2 separate regions of the Mus musculus genome follow, and region 1 is linked to region 2. Evidence: chromatin contacts called from public Hi-C data. All regions are on one chromosome and are shown on one strand. The core of a region is the stretch at or near the end of the contact, and the rest is flanking DNA. Distances in the headings are between cores, read along the strand shown.

Region 1 (4,343 bases), core at 364-2,863, 180 kb before region 2:
CCTGTCACCAAAGCCAGCAGCTTCAGTGGAATCTCCATCTTCATCTTCCAAGGTGACAGCATTGGCAGCAGTGCAGGCGACAGTGCAGGCCAGGCATGGCACTAGGTGCCTCTCAAGTATGCTACCAGGTCACTTTACCCCAGTCTGTCTGGGACCTTCTTCCTTGTACTGCCCAGCAGCAGCAGCAGCAGCAACAGCAGCAGCAACAACAACACCTTCCTGCTCTCCCACCCACTCCCCAACAACAGCCGCCCTTGAATAATCACATGGTTTCACAGGCGGAAGACCTCAGCAGTAACCCCTTTGGACAAATGAAGAATGACATGAGGATTTTGATTGAGACTGTCCTGACTTTCTGAATTTCTCCTGGTAATTTGGTCATTTCTGATGATAATGATTCTACCTGTGCGTGAGCATAGGAGGTCTTACCACCTTTTCCTGTCTTCTTCACTTCCTTGGTTAGGGTTGCCCGAAGGTATTTTTTGAGGCTATTTGGAATGGAACTTCCCCCTGACTTATTTCCCTGTGGATCTATCATTAGCAAAGAAAAAAAAAAAAAAGGATGGCTTGTTGTATGTTGGCTTTGTATCCCACCACTTTACTGAAAGTATTAATCCATTCTAGGAGTTTTCTGGCGAAGTCATTAGGATCTTCATAGCATCATATAATTTGGTTTGAATAAGGATGGCCCCACAGGATCGTATACTTGCATGCTTGTTTTTCAGTTGGTGGAACTGTTTGGGAAGGACTAGAAGGTGTGGACTCGAAGGAGGTGTGTCACTGGGGGTAGGCTTTGAGGTTTCAAAAGCTCATGCCATTGACAATGTCTCTTTCTCTTTGCCTCATACCTGTGGATCAGATGTTAATTCTCAGGCTCCACCAGAGCCTTATCTGCCTGCCTGCTGACTGCTCCCCTCACCATGATGTTCATGGACTCCCTCTCTGAAACTATAATTTCTAAATAAACTCTTTGGTCTATGTTGCCTTGGTCATGGTGTTTCATCATAGTAATAGTAAAAGTAACTGAGACAGAAGTCCAGAGACTGAGCTATTTCTGTGACAGACCCGACCATATTGTGTTTGTTTGTTTGTTTGTTTGTTTTTTGCTTTGGAGAAATGGAGACTATTTTGGACTAAGAAAGCAATTGAATGCTGTAAGCAGGATGTTAATGGGCCATTCCAGTAGGAACTTAGGTGGCTGAGAGCAGAAGCCTCAGAGGCTCTCAAAACAACACAGGCTCCTGCCATTCTTTTTGGTCGCCCAATGGAACGAGTTCAAAAGACCCTATTGCTGATGACACTACACATCTTTATTGTAAGGTATAAACAAATCAAGTTGGAAGTGACCTGGACGATTCCTTCCTGCTGGATGGCTCTCACAGTCTCAGGACAGGATGGCAGGCTACTAGGGGAGAAAATCTTACCCAACTATGAATCCCGTGAACTGCAATGCCAACTTGCCAGGCAAGATGTACTCACTGGTACAATCATGGTATGGCTATTATTAGGATAATCATGAGTCTTGGCTTGGATAAGAGGCCCACACCACAGGAAAGAATTCATGCCAGGCTCTGTAAACCCAGCCAAAAGTCCATGGCTGAGGAGGCGTTAGATCCCACTGAAAGAGCTTACTGTTGTGTAGCCAAATTGAGATGGCCCCAAAATGCCTTCTAAGCTTAATGTGCATATCCACAAAGAAATGTCAGTCAGAGAAGCTGCTCTTCATGACGAATGATGGAGGATGCTGGGACTCACGGGTGCTTTAGGTGCTGAGAATAGGGAAAGTCAAGTATTAACCCGTATGCAGGATGTTTATATCATCCTCTGTATGGCTCAGAGAACATTGTGGAAGAGAAGACAGAAAAGAGAAAGAAGGGCTCTGAATTCCATCTTCTAGCATGATGTAGCTATTGCAATCACGCACTGAATATACAGAGGACTGCATCTGGCAACAGCCAATCATTGATTAGGGATGGGCTCAGGAGGGGGTACCTCTCTCTCTGCTGAGTTATTGGCTACTGGTGGATTCTGGGGGTAGGGAGCAGTCATTATTTTAAGTCATGTATCCAACAGGCACATGAACAGTTCCAAACCTCTGGTCACAGATGATTTCGTTTCAACTCAGAGGGTCACAAACCAAAGCAAGAATGCATGATATTATAAAGGAACTAACAAAAAGAGGTTTATGTTGACAGAGGTGGGAGTGAGGGGGCTGAGAGTAACCACAATGCATTTTATGTGTATGGAATTATCAAAGAGAAGATTTAATTAAAAAACATATTAAAAAAAGAAATAGGAGAAACAGATAAAATGCAAATGCCCTTTCTTATATTTTTGGTTGTCACCCTAACCTTTAACTGCAGAGTCGTCTCTCCAGCCCAGCGATGCCCTGTCTAACAGCAGATTTTGTTATGCAGACTGACTGAGTTAAACAGGCAAGCTGTAAAAATGCCCCTGGTATGGTGGGTTTGGGACCCTGTTCTAAGAGATACTTGTATACTAAAGAGTAAATGAAGGTACAGAGCAGGGAAGAAAAAAAAATTAAAGTGACACAGAAATAGAGAGAAGGAGGGACTGGAGGGTGAGGGAAGAGGACAGGACAAAGAGGAGGAGGAGGGACAAGGAAGGAGGACTGAAAGAGAGGATGGGAGGAGAAAAGGGAGAAGGGAAATGGGAAGGAGGAGGGGTGAAGGGAGGAGGAGGGAAAGGAAGGGGAAGATGAAGGAAGGAGGAGGAGTCAGTATAAAAGGGATGAAGGATGTAAGCAACTACACTCTCTGACCTCACACAAGGCTGGCAAAGCGGGTTCTGGTTCCTACCAGAGGCTTCATGCCTCTTCCTGCCCATGCCCTTCATGCAGACACAGATGAGATATTTGATAAAGGTCCGCTTTCTAACCATTATCACAGAGAAACTAAGTAGTTCCTGTCTGGCCAAATGGTGTGACTCTTTAGAGGGTATGAGTCTCTCAAGACTCAACTGGGCAGTGGGGTCCTCTGCTTGTTGCTATGAGGGGCTGGATCTCTTACTTGTGGCTCAGACCTCAGGGACTAGCCCCAGGGATCTACCTAAGGTGCTTTCTCCATTTGTGAAGGCAGGAGGGCACAGGTATGTAGCTTAATGGAGTTCTGCATGGACAGGCTGGAATGTAGAGGATATTAGGACCTCCGCATAAGGAACAGTAAGGGCCCTGGTAGGAAAAATCCCATCTTCCCTTCTACCAAGTTTTCTAATGCATTCTGCCCCTCTGCCCTACTTTCTGAAATTCTTCAGTGAGATGAGACATCTTTGAATTGTATGCTGGTAGGAATCCAGCAAAGGAAAGGAGACTGCACTTACATTATGCCTCAGAATCTCCTCCTTAGATCCTCCTCCTCCTCCACCACCTCTTCCTCCTCCCCTTCCTCCTCTTCCTCCTCCCCTTCCTCCTCTTCCTCCTCCTCCTCCTCCTCCTCCTCCTCCTCCTCCTCCTCCTCCTCCTCCTTCTTCTCTCTCTCTCTCTCTCTCTCTCTCTCTCTCTCTCTCTCTCTCTCTCTCTTAAACTGAAGCAAGTTCTCCCTATGTTGACTGGTTGGAAGTTGCTCTGTAAACCATGATGGCCTGGAGGATTTGGCCATCATCTTGCCTGTCTCCTGAGTTCTGGGACTACAGGCATGTGCTGCCATATTGAATTCTTACTAAACTCATGTTCCAGTATAGACTGGTTTCCCTGTCCTGAGGGCAAAAGATATCCTGGAGGGAGGGATTTCCAGGCTGCATTTGGTTTTAATGCTTGTTATCTGTTATAAAGGTAGACACATGCAGTAGTGTTCAGAGGTAAAACTTGCTGGGAAGTGTCTGGGTCAGGAAGACTTGGTCGCATGGATGAGCTAGCGGTGCTCTAAGGAGATGGGGCTTGGGGGGAGGGGAGGATTCATCCATGAAGCGCATCTACTGCACAGGTTTGAGGGCCTGAGTAAAAATCCCCATCACTATCTAAATAGCCAGCCACAGCTGTGTTTTTAAAAATCAGAAATAGATTTTTTTCATAAAGAATATTCTGATTATGGTTCCTACTCTCCCAACTCCTCTCAGGTCCTTTCCACTTCTGTACCCACCTAAATACCCAAATACACACACACACTCTCTCTCATACAAACAGGCATCTAAAAAATAAAACAAAATAAGATAAAACAAAAACAGAAAAAAAAAAAGCCAAAGTTAAAACACAAGAAGCGCAGACCCAGAGACACAGATATTTCACATACACAGAAAATACACAAAACAAAATTGAAAACCATAACATATAAGCAAAAGATCTGTGAAGTAAAAAAAAAAAAATTAAGAAAAAAAAGTCCAGATAA
Region 2 (5,032 bases), core at 297-2,796:
ACCCCCGGGTCCTGAGGTGTAGCTTATTCCCCAGGAATCCCCTAGGGCATCCCCGATTCCTTTATCCATTCTTCAACCGTGGAGTTCTCTCCCTTCTCGCTTTGCAGAAGGTCTGGGCCCCCACTCCCATCCTGCCTCTCCCGGGCCTGCGCAGAGAAGCAAAGGTTCTGCGCCCCCTTCTCCTCGTCCTCCCAACGCCCAGCCACCTTGGCCATTAGCCCTTGCTGATTCCCGCATGACACACAGTGCCAATCACACTCAGGCCCTCCTCCTGCAGCGTGGCCACCGCAGGATCCACATTCCGCTATTCACAGGGGCCGATGACCACATGGACTCCATCCTAGGCCAGACTTTGGGCACTGGCAAAGCCAATCCTGCAGGCCGGCAGAATACAAATGAGCCTCGCCCCTAGGGCTCCAGCACCTTCTTGGAAATCTACAAAGATGTAGATAACCTGATCTACACGTCTGAGTCTTTCCACGGAGACCAAGGTCCGTCCGTGTAAGAGGTTAAGACTCCGGGAGATGAGATCACTCATCTGCCATGGACCCTGTGAACACAGCCGCATGCTTAGCCAGGCCTCTGCTCTCCACTGCTCAGCATCCTCAGAGAGCCCAGTGCTTGGGTGAGACAGGCACCCTTGGGGCCAAACCACTACTCGGAGCATGGTGAACAGGCCGGATACTGCTGGATCCTGCTACCCGGAGGAAAGAGTCCATTTCCACTTCATGGTGGTGACATTAATGAGACAGTCTCCTACCTCCAACCCACACACACCCCACACACACACCTCTTAGGCAGCCAAGGCTGCCAGCAGAGGGTAACAGGAAGCCCAGCTAGACAGAGTGAATCTCTAATTCCTGTGTCTCAGGTCAGGAAATGGGTCCATGAAAACCTCACAGCTATAAAATTGACACATAAGAGCTGGATCTCTGGGGCCGAGTATTTGCCTGGTGCATGTGAGCCCCGAGCTCCATCTCTAGCACCCAAGAAATTGGAAAGGGGAAGGAAAGGAAGAGGATGAGAGGGGAGGGTGGAGGAAGAAAGGAAGGGAAGGAAAAAAAGAATAAGAATAAAACAAGGTTCCATATAAGGCAGCGAATTAGCAGCCCTTCTGGTTCCACTGAATAAAAGAAAAGTAGTCAGGGTAATAAACAATAATCTCTATTCCTAAAAGAGGTAATAACTGAACAATGAACTTAATGATCCAGGTGAGAACCCCCACAAGGAAGCAGGCAGGAGAGCCCATGAACAAGTCCGCAGCACATGGCTAGGGTGTTAAGGCCAAGATCAGCAGGAGGTGCGGCAAAATGTGCCCTCCCCAACACCAGCGATGCCACAGAACAACTAACAGGAGAAGGAGTGAGACCAAGGGCTGGACAAATGGCAGGAGAGAGACAGGGGACTACATGGGCTGTAAAGTGGAACACGCAGAAGCCTGAAGCGGGAATTCTCTGCGGAGCTCGATGAACTGGGAGCAGGAAGAGGGAAGCGCTGAGGCTGCCTATACCACAGGCAGAGAGAAAGAAGGATTAGAGCAAGCTGTGAAGCTGGAGGCTAAAGTGTGACAGGTGCAGCCCCAAACAGAGATGCCCTGCATGCTGGCCTCCAGCTGACTCCGTTGAAGCCTTCAGGAAAAGGTTTCCTATTCACGCAGAGAGAGCAATACTAAAGGAAAATCTGTCTCCTCCCCCCCCCCGCCCCTTCCCACACCCCTTGCCCCTCGCCCCCCACCCCCCAGCCAAGCTCCTAAAACAAGCCCAGGGTTCCAGGAAATCTGCTGCTGGTGAGATTCAGAAAAGCAGGTAATAGGAATGGGTCCCCTCAGACTCCCACTTCCCACTTTCTGATCCATTTAAATGTCTGCCTTATCGCTTGCTGTTGAGCGTCCCCTAGGTTGTAAGTACTTACACATTTAAAAGGGAGGCCAAAGGGGACATGTAAAGGTAAAAATACTTATTAAGTTTTTCAAGCTGTCTGTTCCCATCTGCGGATACACATAAATTGAGTGTGGGTATATGCTTTTGTGCAATTCGGCTCCCAAACGGAGACAGGGGAAATTCAGGCACCTTCCTTGGCCAGCCTGATTTTGCTTGATCATAAATGCAGAGTGTCATGTACCTATGATCTTTATTAACTTACAGATATCATAGAGTCACCCTTCAAGATCAGATGTCCTTTTGATGCAAGAGGAACTTGTAAAAATAAAATTGATGCTATAAAGGATGTACTAATAAACTTGCTTAGCAAATATTAAGTTATCAATTAAAGAAAGAAAGAAAAATGGCTCCAGAAGATGAGGCTGTACTCAAGCCTATAGGACATTTTTTTAATTAGTGATTGATGCAGAGGACCCAGCCCATTGTGGGTGGTACCATCCCCGGGCTGGTGATCCTGGGATCTATAATAAAACAGGCTGAGCAAGCCATGAGGAGCAAGCCAGTAAGCAGCACCCTTCTATAGCTCCTGCATCAGCTCCTGCCTCCAGGTTCCTGGCCTACTTGAATTCCCATCCTGACTTCCTTCAGTGATGAACAGCAATGAGCAAGTGTAAAGCCCAATCAACCCTTAACAAACCCAGAGATGCCTCTGCCTCTGCCTCCCTCTGCCTCTGCCTCCCTGCCTCTGCCTCCCTGCCTCTGCCTCTCTGCCTCTGCCTCTGCCTCTGCCTCTGCCTCTGCCTCTGCCTCTGCCTCTGCCTCTGCCTCTCTGCCTCTGCCTCTCTGCCTCTGCCTCTCTGCCTCTGCCTCTCTGCCTCTGCCTCTGCCTCTGCCTCTGCCTCTGCCTCTGCCTCTGCCTCTGCCTCTGCCTCTCTGCCTCTGCCTCTCTGCCTCTGCCTCTCTGCCTCTGCCTCTGCCTCTGCCTCTCTGCCTCTGCCTCTCTGCCTCTGCCTCTCTGCCTCTGCCTCTCTGCCTCTGCCTCTGCCTCTGCCTCTCTGCCTCTGCCTCTCTGCCTCTGCCTCTCTGCCTCTGCCTCTCTGCCTCTCTGCCTCTGCCTCTCTGCCTCTGCCTCTGCCTCTGCCTCTGCCTCTGCCTCTGCCTCTGCCTCTGCCTCTGCCTCTGCCTCTGCCTCTGCCTCTCTGCCTCTGCCTCTCTGCCTCTGCCTCTCTGCCTCTCTGCCTCTGCCTCTGCCTCTGCCTCTGCCTCTGCCTCTGCCTCTGCCTCTCTGCCTCTGCCTCTCTGCCTCTGCCTCTCTGCCTCTGCCTCTCTGCCTCTGCCTCTGCCTCTGCCTCTGCCTCTGCCTCTGCCTCTGCCTCTCTGCCTCTGCCTCTCTGCCTCTGCCTCTCTCTCTCTCTGCCTCTGCCTCTCTGCCTCTGCCTCTCTGCCTCTGCCTCTCTGCCTCTCTGCCTCTCTGCCTCTCTGCCTCTCTGCCTCTCTGCCTCTCTGCCTCTCTGCCTCTCTGCCTCTCTGCCTCTCTGCCTCTCTGCCTCTCTGCCTCTCTGCCTCTCTGCCTCTCTGCCTCTCTGCCTCTGCCTCTGCCTCTGCCTCTCTGCTTCTCTGCCTCTGCCTCTGCCTCTGCCTCTGCCTCTCTGCCTCTGCCTCTCTGCCTCTCTGCCTCTCTGCCTCTCTGGGTACACTGATTCTTTTTAAACTCACTAATCTTGGAACCTAGAGCCCTTGAAGACTCATAGTTAAAATGAATGAATTTGGTTCAATTCCCAGCACCCACACTTTAGATAGAGGTTCCCAGTTTCTTCATGGGTTGTATTTATGGTTAATGTTTATTTTGGTAGTAAAAAGAACTTGAATTTCAAAAACCGTTGTTTCTTAAAACTCAGAATCTTAGCAAAGTTAAGTTACCTTAGTTAAAATCCTAATCTTATGGGAGCTTCTTGTTTATTATAAACTGTTTTAAAAAAACAATGGCAATTAAAATATAAAAGTTAATAAACATTCACCTTATAAGTGATTAAATGTCTTTGATATGCCTAGAACTGTACTTATAGTCATATCTAATATAAATGTTATCTATTGATAGAGACAAGATTGGAGGAAGAGGACAGTTTATCTCTCTCACAATACAGACTTCTGTAAAAATAAAACCTGGTTATGGAAAATGGATTAAATGCACACACCCTGATCCTGCATGGCACTGCATCCTGGTCCTGCATGGCACTGCATCCTGTCTCAAGTATATCTAAGCTCACCACACAACTAGCATGGACCTCCACAGCAGTCTAGTTGGCCATTCCTTTATCCAGGCCTTCCATTCTCCCCCTCTTAGTAAACCTAATCCCAATGTTGAGAGATCAATATACCTAATTCTATACATCCCAGGGCAATTTCCAATAAAGATAATACAGAGGCTCTGCCATATGACCAGCTGAACTACGGACATTCATTCAAACACTAAGTTACAGGTGTCATCATTTGGCTCCATCACACAAGGAAAACTGCCCTGGAAATAGGGGCCTATACCAAATAACTCACTTTAGTCCCATTCCCTGCCTCCCTTACAACACAAGACTTCTGAGTTTTCGAACAAATATGTGCATGCTTATAACTAACTGAACAAGGTACCTGTACCCTTGGCTTTATCTCATCCACTGTTCCCTCATCACCCCCAAAACCCCAGTCTAAGAAAGATGTCTAGCTTGTCTCTGGGCATCCTTTCAGGTCTCAGAACAGGAATAGCTGGACTGGGGACTTCTTGACATCAGTAACTTCTCTGCCTCACCTCACCGGCTTTCAGAAAGCCTTAAAGAAATGTCAGATCAGCTCAACCCCACTCAGGATCAACTGGATTCTTTGGTCAAAGAGGGCTAGACCTCCACACTCCTGGCCCTGGAGGGATCTGCATGGTCCTCCATGAGCAGAGCTGCTTCTATACCAACAGATCAAAACTGGTTGAGACGGAAACAGAGACTTAGGACCCGACACCGAATTGGGCAACGAGCCCCCTCCTGTGGGTGGGCCCTGAGTTCTCCCCCACTGGAGCTCCTCCCAGGGCTCACCCCTTTGCTCCTGGTTATCCTCAGAGTCAGGGCTTTTACCGTATTTACAGTTTTAGCGTATTTACAATTTTACTGTGT

The links. Hi-C and Micro-C count contacts between places; a contact is called where the count stands out from the background.
Region 1: a Hi-C map of cerebellar granule neurons shows a contact between it and region 2, with 2.1 times the contacts expected there. The contact joins two enhancer-like sites. A contact is called at or near these places in 6 of 484 Hi-C or Micro-C datasets (cerebellar granule neurons, cerebellum, myocytes and 2 more) and 1 of 115 datasets of contacts at active chromatin or transcription factors (embryonic stem cells).

The regions. Positions count from the first base shown.
Region 1 is chr14:55,345,516-55,349,858 of GRCm38.p6, reverse strand. It overlaps the pseudogene Gm6852. Among named protein-coding and RNA genes, the nearest start is that of Gm52145, 91 kb to the left of the region's middle. Within about 2 kb of position 1,613, at least 7 of the 459 cell types and tissues checked have an H3K27ac peak or open chromatin away from gene starts, as enhancers often do. A contact at or near this core is called in cerebellar granule neurons and cerebellum, where this site is marked.
Region 2 is chr14:55,165,050-55,170,081 of GRCm38.p6, reverse strand. The region is part of intron 1 of Gm46455 (a long non-coding RNA gene); the gene reads right to left. Among named protein-coding and RNA genes, the nearest start is that of Gm23596, 6.0 kb to the right of the region's middle. Within about 2 kb of position 1,546, at least 4 of the 459 cell types and tissues checked have an H3K27ac peak or open chromatin away from gene starts, as enhancers often do. A contact at or near this core is called in cerebellar granule neurons and cerebellum, where this site is marked.